2 separate regions of the Rattus norvegicus genome follow, and region 1 is linked to region 2. The links are chromatin contacts, called in public Hi-C maps. All regions are on one chromosome and are shown on one strand. Each heading gives the region's core, a stretch centred on a gene start, on an enhancer-like site or on the middle of the called end of the contact. The rest is flanking DNA. Distances are from core to core; before and after follow the strand shown. Region 1 holds the start of Usf1 (upstream transcription factor 1). Region 2 holds the start of Ufc1 (ubiquitin-fold modifier conjugating enzyme 1).

Region 1 (6,096 bases), core at 2,578-5,077, 130 kb before region 2:
GAACTTGTTTTGTGGACTAGGCTAACCTTGAACTCAGAGATAAGCCTGTCTCTGCCTCCACAGTGCTGAGATTAAAGCCACACACCACCACCGCCCAGCATACTATCTTGATACTAATAACAGCACATGAAGTAAACAGTGTACAGTTTTATAGATAGGGAAATGAAGTCACATAGCGGATAAGTGTTGGAGCTGGGACCTGAACCCAGGTCTTCCCCAATCTAATGCTCAGTCATTCTGCATTCTCCCAGGCCACCCTTCTCTTCCCAGACAGCCCTCTTCACTTACCCCTTCATCTCTCTGTGAGGGGGCTCATCCGAGGCACTGGTCTTTTTTTGGAGGACCTCGTATCTCCTGACGCCAAGGTCTGAATGCTAAATCCTGGTGGGAATCAGAGTCTGCAGTGAGGCAAAGCAACTGAACAGGCATCCCAGGCTCCAAGAAGACGCAACCAGGAGATAAACCAATCATCCTCAAAGAGCAGTCAGCTCTCCCAATTCTGATGGCAAGGCTGGCCTGCAATGACCAAAAAAGCAACTCTTCATGGGACATGGTGGCTTACTCCCTGGAATCCTGACACTCAGGAGAAAAGAGACAGGAATGGTACAAGCTTGAGGCTGGCCTTGGGTATAGAATGAGACTTTATTACAGAGGAAAAGAACCAGGTGTGTGCTTGCCCGTGCCTATAATACCAAAACACAGGAGGTGGAGGCAAAAGAATTAGTTCAAGGCCACCCTGGGGTGCAAAGCTAGTCTCACACTAGGCTGGGCTACAAGAACTTGTCTATAAACAAACAGAACCAAGAGGTGGCTCAAAAGACACTCGGAACGAAAAGTCTCAGAATGAATGTGAGTACCGAAACCTACACAAGAATGGTATGCAGTAAAAAAAAAAGGGGGGGGGGGTTGGGGATTTAGCTCAGTGGTAGAGTGCTTGCCTAGCAAGCGCAAGGCCCTGGGTTCGGTCCCCAGCTCCGAAAAAAGGAAAAAAAAAGAAGAAAAAAAAAAAAGAAAGAAAGAAAGAAAGAAAAGAATGGTATGCAGTAGTGCGAGCGTGTATAACCACAGGGCACGTCGACAGAGAGCTAGACATGAGAGAATCTCCAGAAGTGGGGTGCCAACTGTAGCCACGAAGAGTCCCTGTCTCCAGGAACGTGGAAAGACAAGAAATGATCACAAGGCTCTCCTCTGACCAAGAGAAAGGCTGTTAGTATGGCGCAGGAAGCAGGGTGTGGTGGCAGCGCCTAATTCCAGTACTTGGGAGACAGAAGCAAGTGGGTCTCTGAGTTCAAGGCTGGCCTGGGCTAGAGTTTTAGGGCAGCCAGGGCAACACAAAGAACCCGTATCTCAAACAAACCAAACCAAAACAGACAGACAAAAAGCAACTCCTGAAAGTTGTCCTGACCATCCCAGGTACCCAGCCCATCGCACACATGTATGTGCACGTACACACCATAAACATGTATGTGCACGTACACACCATAACCTGTCCGTCCGTCCGTCCTTCCTTCCTTCCTTTCTGAGACAGGGTTTCTCTTGTAGCCCTGATCCTCCTAGAACTCACTCTGTAGATCAGGTTGGCCTCTGAACTCAGAGATCCTGCCTGCCTCTGCCCACCTAGTGCTAGGATTAAAGGCATGGTCACCACCACTCAGCTGCTCCTCCATTTTCATCCCAACTCCTGGTGGCAAGGAGAAAGTTATCCTTGAAGACTGAGAAACAATGTGTCTCAGGGTGCGTATTTGAAGCTATTACAGATTATTACTAAAGCCATTATACTCGATGACAGCAGCTCCTTAGGAATAGCAAGGGCAAAGTTTAGACCACCACTATCCAAACTATTAACTAACACCCACCACATCATAACCAACCTACCTACCTACCTACGGTCCATCTGGTTCCAGCTTCTCAGACACAGACTGCAAAAAGAAATTCAAAGCTGGGAGGTAGTGGTTGGATCCTTTGATCCCAACACTCAGAAGGCAGAAGCAGGCAGATCTCGGAGTTCAAGGCCAGCCTGATCAACAGGGTGATCAACAGGGTGAGTTCTAGGACAGCCAGGGCTACACAGAGAAACCCTTTCTACAAAAAAACAAAAAAGAACATTCTAAAAAGACATTCTAGTCCTCACCAGGGGTTTTGGTGCACACAGTCCCAGCACTTAGGGGGCAGAGGCAGGTGATTCTCTGTGAGTTCAACGCCAGCTTGGTCTACAGAGTTTCAGGACAGCCAAGGCTATGTATAGAGAGATCCTGCTTCAAAATCAAGTAAGAACAGAAAATGCATTCCAGTCCTCTCTAAGAAGGGAAAAACTGACATGTTTTTTGCCACTGGGAAACCATCGCTAAACATAAAACTGAGGTTTGGCTCTTGGGCATCATTCTGCTATCAGGGCTCTTGTTTTGTGAGAGTCCAGATTTACAGCATCTGTTACAAACACCAGTGCCCAAGTGCATCATATTCAAGGCTTCTTTATTTTATTCAGCAAGGCTTCCTGTAGAGCAACACAGTTGCTAAAATGTTGCCATGACAACTCCAAATCAACTAAGCCTCAGGAGGAGGGGGGAAAAACCTCCAGGCTCAGGGTTCTGAAGAAGACAATGGGGGAGGAGTCCATCTACAATGTTCCTGCCTTAGGACTTTTGACAACCCGCCAGAGAAAAGGAAAAACAAAGGACTGTACAGACAGATGCCTCCAGAAAGAAACAGCTACACAGTACAAAGCAATAAAATAATCTCAACAAGAAAGAACAAGATTTTTAAAATGCTCTACCCGTATAATCCTCCAAACCTTTCTAATCCAAGGAAAATCTTAGTTTAGCGGATAATATGCCTTGGAAAGACCGTGTGCAAAGAAAACGGTAACATCATCATCAACAACAAAAACAACAACAAAAAGGAACTGAAAGTGAAACTGTCCGTACAAAGTAATGCTGCAAAGGGAGGCAGAGTCCGGGCTTGGGGACCACCTAGGTCTCCATCCTCTAACGGGAGGAACTCTTCCTCCTCCCAAGCTTGTTGCATGGCCAGCAGGAGGAGGCAATGAAAGAGAGGGCAAGGCACAGAAGGCAACTGTATAGCCCACAGCTGTCAGCGCAACTTCTGAGGCCACCCAGCAACGGCGTTAGGCTACTTACTCAAATCTTGGTTGTACATCCGGAAGCGTTTCCTGAGCATTAATAATATGTGACACGGAAATCAGCCTAGGATGTTGTGGTTTGCATGCTCAAAAAAAAAAGGAGGGCCCAGCAAACGTCCTCACCAAGCACAGACGCAAAGGCAGAAAGAAAAAAAAAAGAAATAAAAGAAACACGCACACAAATAGATCAAGTTCCCAAAGAATTCAGGCGCCGGGACCTTGCCTGAGAACGAGGCGTCTCCCTCCAGGCCCACCAACTAGTAGTAGGCGCTTGGGGACTTGAGCACCCGCCAGGCGCGAGCCCCACAGCCCGCGCGGTGACCCCGCCGGCCCAGCCCCGCTCGCCCACGCCCCAGCTGCTCCGCGGAGGAGAGACGGGTTAGGACGCCGGAGACCTCCCGAGGCCTGAGGCTCGCAGCTGAACACCGGGGGCGGGTGGGACGTGTGCACTCCAGGGCGGGGAGCGAGCCTGGCCCACAAAGCAGGGCAGGAGATAAAGAGCCAGGCACGGCCCCCTCCCCCAAAACAAAGGCTCCGTGCCCAGGCGTGGCCTTGCCTGAGAAAAATCTAGCAAAAACCAAAGGTGCCCCGCCTTGCCGATCCACCCCGTCTCCGGACTCTGGCCCGCTCCAACGCACTCACCGGCCCAGGCCGCTTCAGTCGCCAATTTCCCCCGGCAGCGTTCTCCGTCTTTGGATCTAGGTCTCTCCATAGACAGCTGCTCATGCGCAGTCCCAGCCTGCGGCCATATTGGTGAGGGGCGGAAGTGTGTCCTCGACCCGCCCAACCTACAGACAGCCCCAGAGCTGCCGCACTTCCGTTCACTTCAAACTTGATGCGGTCTAGAACCGACCTGGAGATGTGAGTTGATACGGGCTCAGAAGAGAAACAGTATCGTTGGGAACGTCGCTAGAGTCCTACTTGCTTTCAGCAAGAACCAGGAAAAAAAAAGAACGACTATATTATATTTCCATCTTTGTGGTAGGCGGAGCCTTTTTTTAGTTCCAGTCAAAGGAAGTAGAGGGAGAAACGGCGTTCTTAGGCGCCATCTTTCATAAGGGCAATTTGGGACGCCATCTTGGATCAGGGCATCATTTTGAGGGGTTTCCAAGTGGAGTTTGGGACATTTCTGGGCGTACGTGGATCTGAGTATATTCCTTTGTATTAGCGTCAACAATACTCTGAAGATCTTATAGCTTCCAGTTTACCTCATTTGTGTGACTATTTTGATTACCATTTTCCTGGGTGTATACCCAGAATGATTTTGGAATAGTGAAAACACCCAGAATGATTTTGGAATAGTGAAGTGTAATAGGTAGAATTCAGATTCTGAAGTCATTCGGACCCTGAACTGACACCCTTTTGTTTTTTGTTTTTTTTTTTTCTTTTGTTTCTTTGTTTTTTTCTTTGAGATAAGGTCTCTTTACATAGTCCTGAACTGCCTGTCCTACATAAATCATGCTGGACTCAATACACGAGATCTCCCCCCAACCCCTAACTGCTAGGATTAAAGACATGCCACCACACCTAGAAACGGCCATTTCTTGACTCTGAGATCTTTGATAAGCATTTTTACTTAGTTACAACTTAATCTCCTCAATGTCCCTGTAAAATTCGAATGCCAATTCACCTTCACCAAATTAGTGGATTGAATAAATTCAAGAGTTTTTAAGCATACAAATCTAGCCCAATTCCTGGCATTAGTTGAACATTATGTAAATACAGTTTTCTCTTCCCCATTTCTTGACCACCGTGAACCCAGTTCTACTTTCTAGCCACAGGTTTCCATGACAACTGAGGAAGAATATCTAAATAAGAAAAAACGAGATATGTACATTTTGGCAACAAATGTGATCCCTTTCACCCAAAACTTTAATAAAAGTAAGTACATACACAATTTAAAAGTAAAAAAAAAAAAAAAATCAGCTTTTATTATCAAACAGCCACCATTGCTAAATGGGACCTGTAGTCCCAGCTTGAGTAGAGACAGTGGTAGGGCCAAAGTGACAAAATTTTCTTTTCCTAAAATGGGAGGAGGTTATTCTAATGGAGGTTATTCTAATGGGGAAAAGAAACATCAGTGAGATCTGTATAGGACCTCTTCTGTAAAACAATTGAAGGCAGAGATGTCATCCATTCTCTTCAGCAAACACTGAGGACTTTAAAGAACTTCTTGGATATATGTTTCTCCTACTCTGAAACTAAAGAGGGTCAGGAGATGGACAAAAATCTGGGAACAAAACAGGGGTGAGCTATTCTATATCTGGTCCTATATCTCCCACATCTACCCTAGACTTCTGTGAACAGAAGTTCACAGTCTTAGAAGAGGGCGGGAGTTTGTCTGGAATTCCCCCTCTGTATTAAATTTAGAATAAAAACCGTAAGCTTCTACCTTCCCTATGTTTTGGCTAATAACACAGTTCCATGGAAACAAGATCTTTTATATTCCTTAAGACTCTGCTAAGACATAAGTGCTTTTTGTGTCTAACACAAACTCAAGTACACCCACCAAGGCAGTGCCTCCTAAGGTCAAAACAAGTAACTGGAGGACCCAAGCCTATGGAATTAGACATCACAGCTGCTAAGGCATCAAAGATAGTTAGGCAAGTACTCCAGAGATTGGTGATGATTTCTTGGTCCTTCTTGTCCAGTCTTCATCACACCCTTTCATCTTTCCCATGATTGGTCTGTGTTTCAAATGCATATGTCTGGCGCTGAGGGACCACAAGAGGTACAGCAGGGTGAAGCTCTCTAGGGGGCAGACTAAACCGACTCCTGGGCTCAGACCCTTCTATGGCATCAGGTGGGAGCTCCAGACAGCTAAAGGGCCGGGAAGAATGGGCAGGGATCATGCTACAAGGAGAGGTTCTGGAATTGAGGCTATAATCCCCACCTCCAGTACAGGTCTGGGTCCGCCGAACTCCCTGAGCTTCGGTCCTCTGGCGTTCCCGGGCCAG
Region 2 (6,205 bases), core at 2,110-4,609:
ACTGACTTCTGTTTCAAAGGGCACAGAACATAACAGAATATGTAATAAATCTTGCATTAAAAAGTTTCCTAGTCACAGCAGAAATCTATGAGAAAGTTTCCTTATAATGGCAGGCTAGTCAGGTAACAGTTACCTAGGCCTTGGCATTTTACCTAGGTCCTAATACCACCACTGGCTGATAAGAAATAAGTTGGGGTTTTGTTGTTAAGAGTTATTTACCTTATATACATGAATACACTGTCACTTTCTTCAGACACACTTGAAGAGGGCATCGGATCCCATTATAGATGATTGTGAGCCACCTCGTGGTTGCTGGGAATTGAACTCAGGACCTCTGGAAGAACAGTCACTGCTCTTAACAGCTGAACCATCTCTCCAGGCCAAGAAATAATTTTTTTTCATAATAGGTAAAAAATGATAGCAGTATATGTAGGGATCCAGCAAAAATGTAAGAAAAAAGTTATTATTCCTTTACAGAGGCACATAACTAAATTAAAATAGTTATGTCAGGGTAACTGTAAAACCTCCTTTTTTTTTTTTTTTTTTTTGGTTCTTTTTTTCCGGAGCTGGGGACCGAACCCAGGGCCTTGCGCTTCCTAGGCAAGCGCTCTACCACTGAGCTAAATCCCCAACCCCATAAAACCTCCTTTCAACCATTATTCCCTGACCATATCACTATGACCACACACACACACACAAAATAAAATAAACACAAAAGATAAAATAAAGAAACTTTTATTTACCATAGATCTCTAGTGAAGATTATGAAGATGTGTGAGTTACATCTAATATCTTTATAAAGGGATGTGTAGCATGCTAGTAAGACCCAGAACCTTTAGGCCTGTAATACCAGTACTCAGCACATGGAGACTGGGGAATCAGGAATTCAGATACATGAGACCAGTCTCAAAAACCAAAGCAACATTGAGAATGAAGGGAAAGACTAAGAACATACTTTCAAACAACATAGGCGAGAGACGACAAGAACACTCTATTAGCCAAGCATGGAACAGAACATCTTTAACCCCAGCATTCCAATGGCAAGGGGCCTTTGTCTACATAGGGAATTCTAGGACATCCAGGAGCATACAGACCTTGCCTCAGAAGCAAAACAAATGCTCTATCAAACAACACAGGGAAATCATTTGGGAAGGAAAAACCCAACATTGTTTATTTGTAGCTCAGCCTGGGATGACGCTCACCATCAGGTCTGGTTTATGTGATAATGGGGATCCAACCCCAGCCTTGTGCATGCTAGGCAAGCATTCTAACACTGTGTTACATCCTGTATTTGTGTGTTTGTCCCTTCACTGAGAGGACTGGAGAGGTAGCTCAACGGTTACGTACTCGGTGCTCTTTCAGAAGAGCTTCAGTTCTCAGCACCCATATGGAAGTCTGTCAGTCTGGCTCCCGGACATCTGTTGCTCTTTCCTTTCCTCTACTGGCACTGCATGCACACGGTACCTTACAAACATGCTTGCAAAAACACATAAACACAAAAATATAAATTTAAGTTGAAGGGACACACGACACAGCACATGTATGTAGGTCAGAGGACAACCTTGTGGAATCAGTTCTCTCCTTCCATCATTATGTGGTGGTCAGGCTTTTGCTAAAAGTATCTTTACCCACTTGGGCCATTTCACATTTTTCTACTTGTCTTTTCTTTCTTTCTTTGGGTAAGGGGTTGAGGATTTTTTTTGTTGGTGGTGGTGGTGTGGTGTTTGGTTTTTTTTTTTTGTTTTTTGTTTTTTGGTTTTTGTTTTTGTTTGTTTGTTTGAGACAGGGTCTCTCTGTGTTGCTGTGTAGCTCTGGCTATCTTGGAATTCTCTCTGAAGACCAGGTTGGATTTCAAACTTTGAAACTCAGAGATCTGCTGGCCTCTGCCTCCTGAGTGCTGAGATTAAAGATCTGTGACACCACCTGTTGTCATTAAAATCTCGTTGTTGTTAAATAGCAGCCTGTGCCGGTCCGGATAGAGCACACCAAACCAACACAGTTCCCACGTGGAGAGATTTAATGGGAGAACGAGACAAGGCAAAAGTGCGAGGGAAAGGAGAGAGAGAGGAAGAGGGCAGAAGTCTGCCTTTTATTTGGAATGTGACGTAACTATTCCCAGGTGGAGGTGGGAATTAAACCAAAAGTTTACTGGGAATGTATGGCCGTTGCCATGACAACAGTGACAAACGTCGTCACTGTTGGAGGTAAAGGCAATTCCTGATACCAACACCACCGCCTTGGAACTTGTTCACCTTGGAACATGATCTCATCATCAGTGTAGACTCAAACTGACCAAGGTCAACTGTGGAGGCCTCTGACTCCCAAATGCTGGGATTGAAGGCAGCCACAACAGCTGCCACACATGGGGTGGTTTGTTCCTTTTAGACTGAGTTGCAGCAATCTTCTGACCTTGACCCCCATCTGTTCTGGGGTAACAGATGTGGGCCAACATACTTATTGAGGGTTCTTGGTGCCAAACAAATTTCAAAATTACCCGACCATCATTTGGGAGACAGAGGCAGGCAGATCTCTCTGTAAGTCAGAGGCCAGCCTGGTCTAATCAAAAACAAAAAGTTACTAGAAGATCTGTCATAGGCTTAGAATAGGCATTCAGTGACTGTCCTCTAGCCATTTGGGTGAATTCATCTAGGAAGGAATAATGTCTATATACTAAGTGTATGGCACACAAAAGATATTCCAAAAGATATTCATTAACTCTTTGAAAAAAAAAGTTTCATTTTTATGTTGGTTTTAAAACCTAAACACATTAATTTTTAACATAAGCATAGCTCCGGGCCATCCTGTATGTGTTTGAGACAAGTCTGGGGCATATAGGATCCAACGTCCTTTAAAAAACAAACAAGCACATGTACTTTCTAATTCAGTTGTGTTAATTTTTCAGAGCACGGATTGAAACTAAAGAACTCACTCTGAAGCACAAACACGTAAATTGCCCATCTTAAGAGTCAGTACTTTGGGGGTTGGAGATTTAGCTCAGTGGTAGAGCGCTTGCCTAGGAAGCGCAAGGCCCTGGGTTCGGTCCCCAGCTCTGAAAAAAAAGAACAAAAAAAAAAAAAAAAAGAGTCAGTACTTTGAAGAGTGTCTAGAAAACCTTTTTTTTTTTTTTTTCCCGAGATTGCTTCTGTCTTCACACACACCAGAAGAGGGCATCAGATCCCATTACAGATGGTTGTGAGCCACCATGTGGTTGCTGGGATTTGAACTCAGGACCTCTAGGAAGACCAGTCAGTGCTCTTAACCGCTGAGCCATCTCTCCAGCCCCCCCGAGATTGCTTCTGAGCATGAACGGAAGTCACTCTCTGAGCAGTGTCCGGTGATTTAATGATAGGTGCCATATTCTGAACAGAGTAACCCACCTCCATTCTGTTCTTCGGACGCTTGCGCCAGTGGGTCAATTTTATTTTCTTTCAAAAATAAAAGTCGAGTGCATTCAGAGACGGCCTTAAGGCAATACGCCTCATCTTCCCACAGTAAAGATGGCGACGCCGTGAGTAAGTTACAAGTAACTCCACTTCCGCAATTTTCTTGAGCCCTGGTCCAAGATGGCGGACGAGGCCACCCGGCGGGTCGTGTCTGAGATCCCGGTGCTGAAGACTAACGCCGGACCCCGAGATCGGGAATTGTGGGTGCAGCGACTAAAGGAGGAATATCAGTCCCTTATCCGGGTCAGTTTTACTCCTGTGGTTGACGGCGTAGCAGAGGGGTGGCGGGTAATCAGGTGTGCTCGGGAATTGGCTCCGGGTGGAAGCCGCTTCCGGTTTTGAAGTTTTAAAATCTAAATTCATATAAATGCGACTGTTTGGGGGTTTGGGGGCGTTACGGATGGCCGGAGGAAAGATGCAGAAGAGATTCTGGTTAGGAGCACAGTAGGGCTAGACCTTGAAGGAAAAAACAGCAGTATTCCGGGAAGGTGACGTGTCTCTTGCGCCAGGTGTTTGCTCTGCTGGCTGAAGGCGTAAAGAGGGTCAAAAATACTTCTCAGAGCCCAAAGAAGTCTCTGTGCATCACTGCTCTTCTTTCATTCTTAGTGATGAAATGAACGGGATGACTGTGAGGACTGAAAACCTCAAGTGTTTAGAGGTAGAGAGTTAAGAGATAGATATTTTAGTTATAAATTAGCCATCCGTTCAGCTAATTCCTCTGTTATGGGAAGAAAAAAATTCCCCTCCTTTTGGTGCTTTCTATCTGCTTCAAAAAACAGTAAATCGCCCGCGTTATATATTGCCTCACTGATAAATTGGCAGAGTGCTCTCTTAGCCTGCAAGATGTTCTAGGTTCTATCTCTACCATTCATGGATCCATTGACATGGATCATGCATTCTCAGTATCCAGGATGTGAAGGGACGAGGATTGGAAGCTCAGGTCATTTTAGACTACATAATGAATTCAAAGCCAGTCTGCTATATGAGACCCTGCCTCAAGCACAACAACAATAAGACATTGAGTTACTAGTACCTAGGAAGAGTATATAAAACCGAAAAAGTGGCTCTACGGAGACTGACAGAAACAGTATTAAACTGTGTTTAAGTGGAGAAACGGGACCGGACTGATGGCTTAGCAGTTAAGAGCACTGACTGCACTTCCAAAGGTCCTGAGTTCACTTCCCAGCAACCATATGGTGGCTCACAACCATCTGTAATGGGATCTGATGCCCTCTTCTGGTGTGTCTGAAGACAGTTACAATGTACTTATATAGAATAAATAAATCTTTTTTAAAAAGTGGAGACATAGAGACGTAACTAGGGTATTTTGAGAATATGGGGCAGAGAAAACAAGATGAGTAAGGTGTAGTGAGAATTCTGGAATTTTGGTTACAGAAACATAAGAATATGTTTTTGTTTTAATCCCGGGTGCGGGGATATGGGACTGCTTCAAAGCAGCTGACTATGATTTGCCTCTTGCTCTACAGAGGCCTGGGTTTGCTAGCTGCAGATAATTTCCACGATTGTGTGACAATTGTTCTGGGAAATTTTCAGAGGTTATATGAATGCTAGAGCTCTGGTGGCATTTTGGTGGTTGTTGGTCACTCAGGGACATTGGCTGTGGTTTGTTAGCAGTCTTGCACAAAGAAGAAACAAGAACCTAGATTCAGGGATTCCACCACCCCCCCTTTCCTTTCTCCTGTATTTTTCTTTTTCTCCTACCTAGTGATAGGAGATGAAGCTGGGAGATAAAGGGTGAGAAAACAAGAAACCATAAAGTAGCTAAAAGCCAGCTACAGTTAGGCTTCTTAGAAGTGGTAAAACTTGAATTAAAACTTAAGGTGTAAACTTGGGGGCCAGAGAGAGATGGCTCAGTTTGTAAAGCACCTTCCACTAAGCCTGAACAACTTTAGTTTGATCCCTGAAACCCACAGTAGAAGACAATTGGCCTTCAGGTTTTCCTCTGATTACCACAGGCATGGGTTCACACACTCCCCATATTAGCATATAAAACATAAGGGTAGGGGTAGGAAAAGGATACTCAGGATGTAAGGACAGGATGAAGAAATGGCTCCGTAACTGCCCTTGCAGAGGACCTGGTATGGTTTCCAGCACTTACGTGATTGCTCACAACCATCCATAACTCCAGTCTCAGGGGATCCGATCCCCTCTTCTAGTCACCATGAGTAGAGGATGCGAGCTAGGAACAGCATGGTATAAGGAGAAAGCTTATAATTTTAGCACTGGGGATGCTGAGGTAGAAAGAGTGCAGCTAGCTTGGACAGTTTCAAAGCCTTCTTGAGTTATGTCTTAGGGATTTACTGCTGTGAACAGACAACACAGTCAAGGCAAGTCTTATACGGACAACATTTAATTGGGCCTGGCTTACAAGTTCAGAGGTTCAATCCGTTATCATCAAGGTGGGAACAAGGCAGCGGCCAGGCAGGCATGGTGCAGGAGGAGCTGAGAGTTCTACATCTTCATCTGAAGGCTGCTAGCAGAATACTCACTTCCAGGCAGCTAGGATGAGGGTCTTAAAACCCAACCCAGGCTGGTTAGATGGCTCAGTGCTTAAGAGCACTGACTGCTCTTCCAAAGGTCCTGAGTTCATATCCAGAAACCACATGGTGGCTCACAGCCATCTGCAATGAGATCTGATGCCCTCTTCTGGTGTGTCTGAAGACAGCTACAGTGTACTTATATATAATAAATAAATAAATAAACAAATAAATAAATAAATAAATAAATAAAATCTAAGAAAA

What was found. Hi-C and Micro-C count contacts between places; a contact is called where the count stands out from the background.
Region 1: a contact with region 2 is called in a Hi-C map of liver, with 2.4 times the contacts expected there. The contact joins the promoter of Usf1 here to the promoter of Ufc1 in region 2. A contact is called at or near these places in 4 of 12 Hi-C or Micro-C datasets (Schwann cells, frontal cortex, liver and 1 more).

The regions. Positions count from the first base shown.
Region 1 is chr13:86,375,493-86,381,588 of GRCr8, reverse strand. It overlaps Usf1 (upstream transcription factor 1), which reads right to left and starts at 3,827. Exons shown (of 11, transcript NM_031777.3): 1 at 3,782-3,827; 2 at 289-381. The coding sequence starts at 296. It overlaps Arhgap30 (Rho GTPase activating protein 30), which reads right to left. Exons shown (of 12, transcript NM_001109077.1): 12 at 5,514-6,096. The coding sequence ends at 5,797.
Region 2 is chr13:86,245,644-86,251,848 of GRCr8, reverse strand. It overlaps Ufc1 (ubiquitin-fold modifier conjugating enzyme 1), which reads left to right and starts at 3,359. Exons shown (of 6, transcript NM_001003709.3): 1 at 3,359-3,686. The coding sequence starts at 3,564.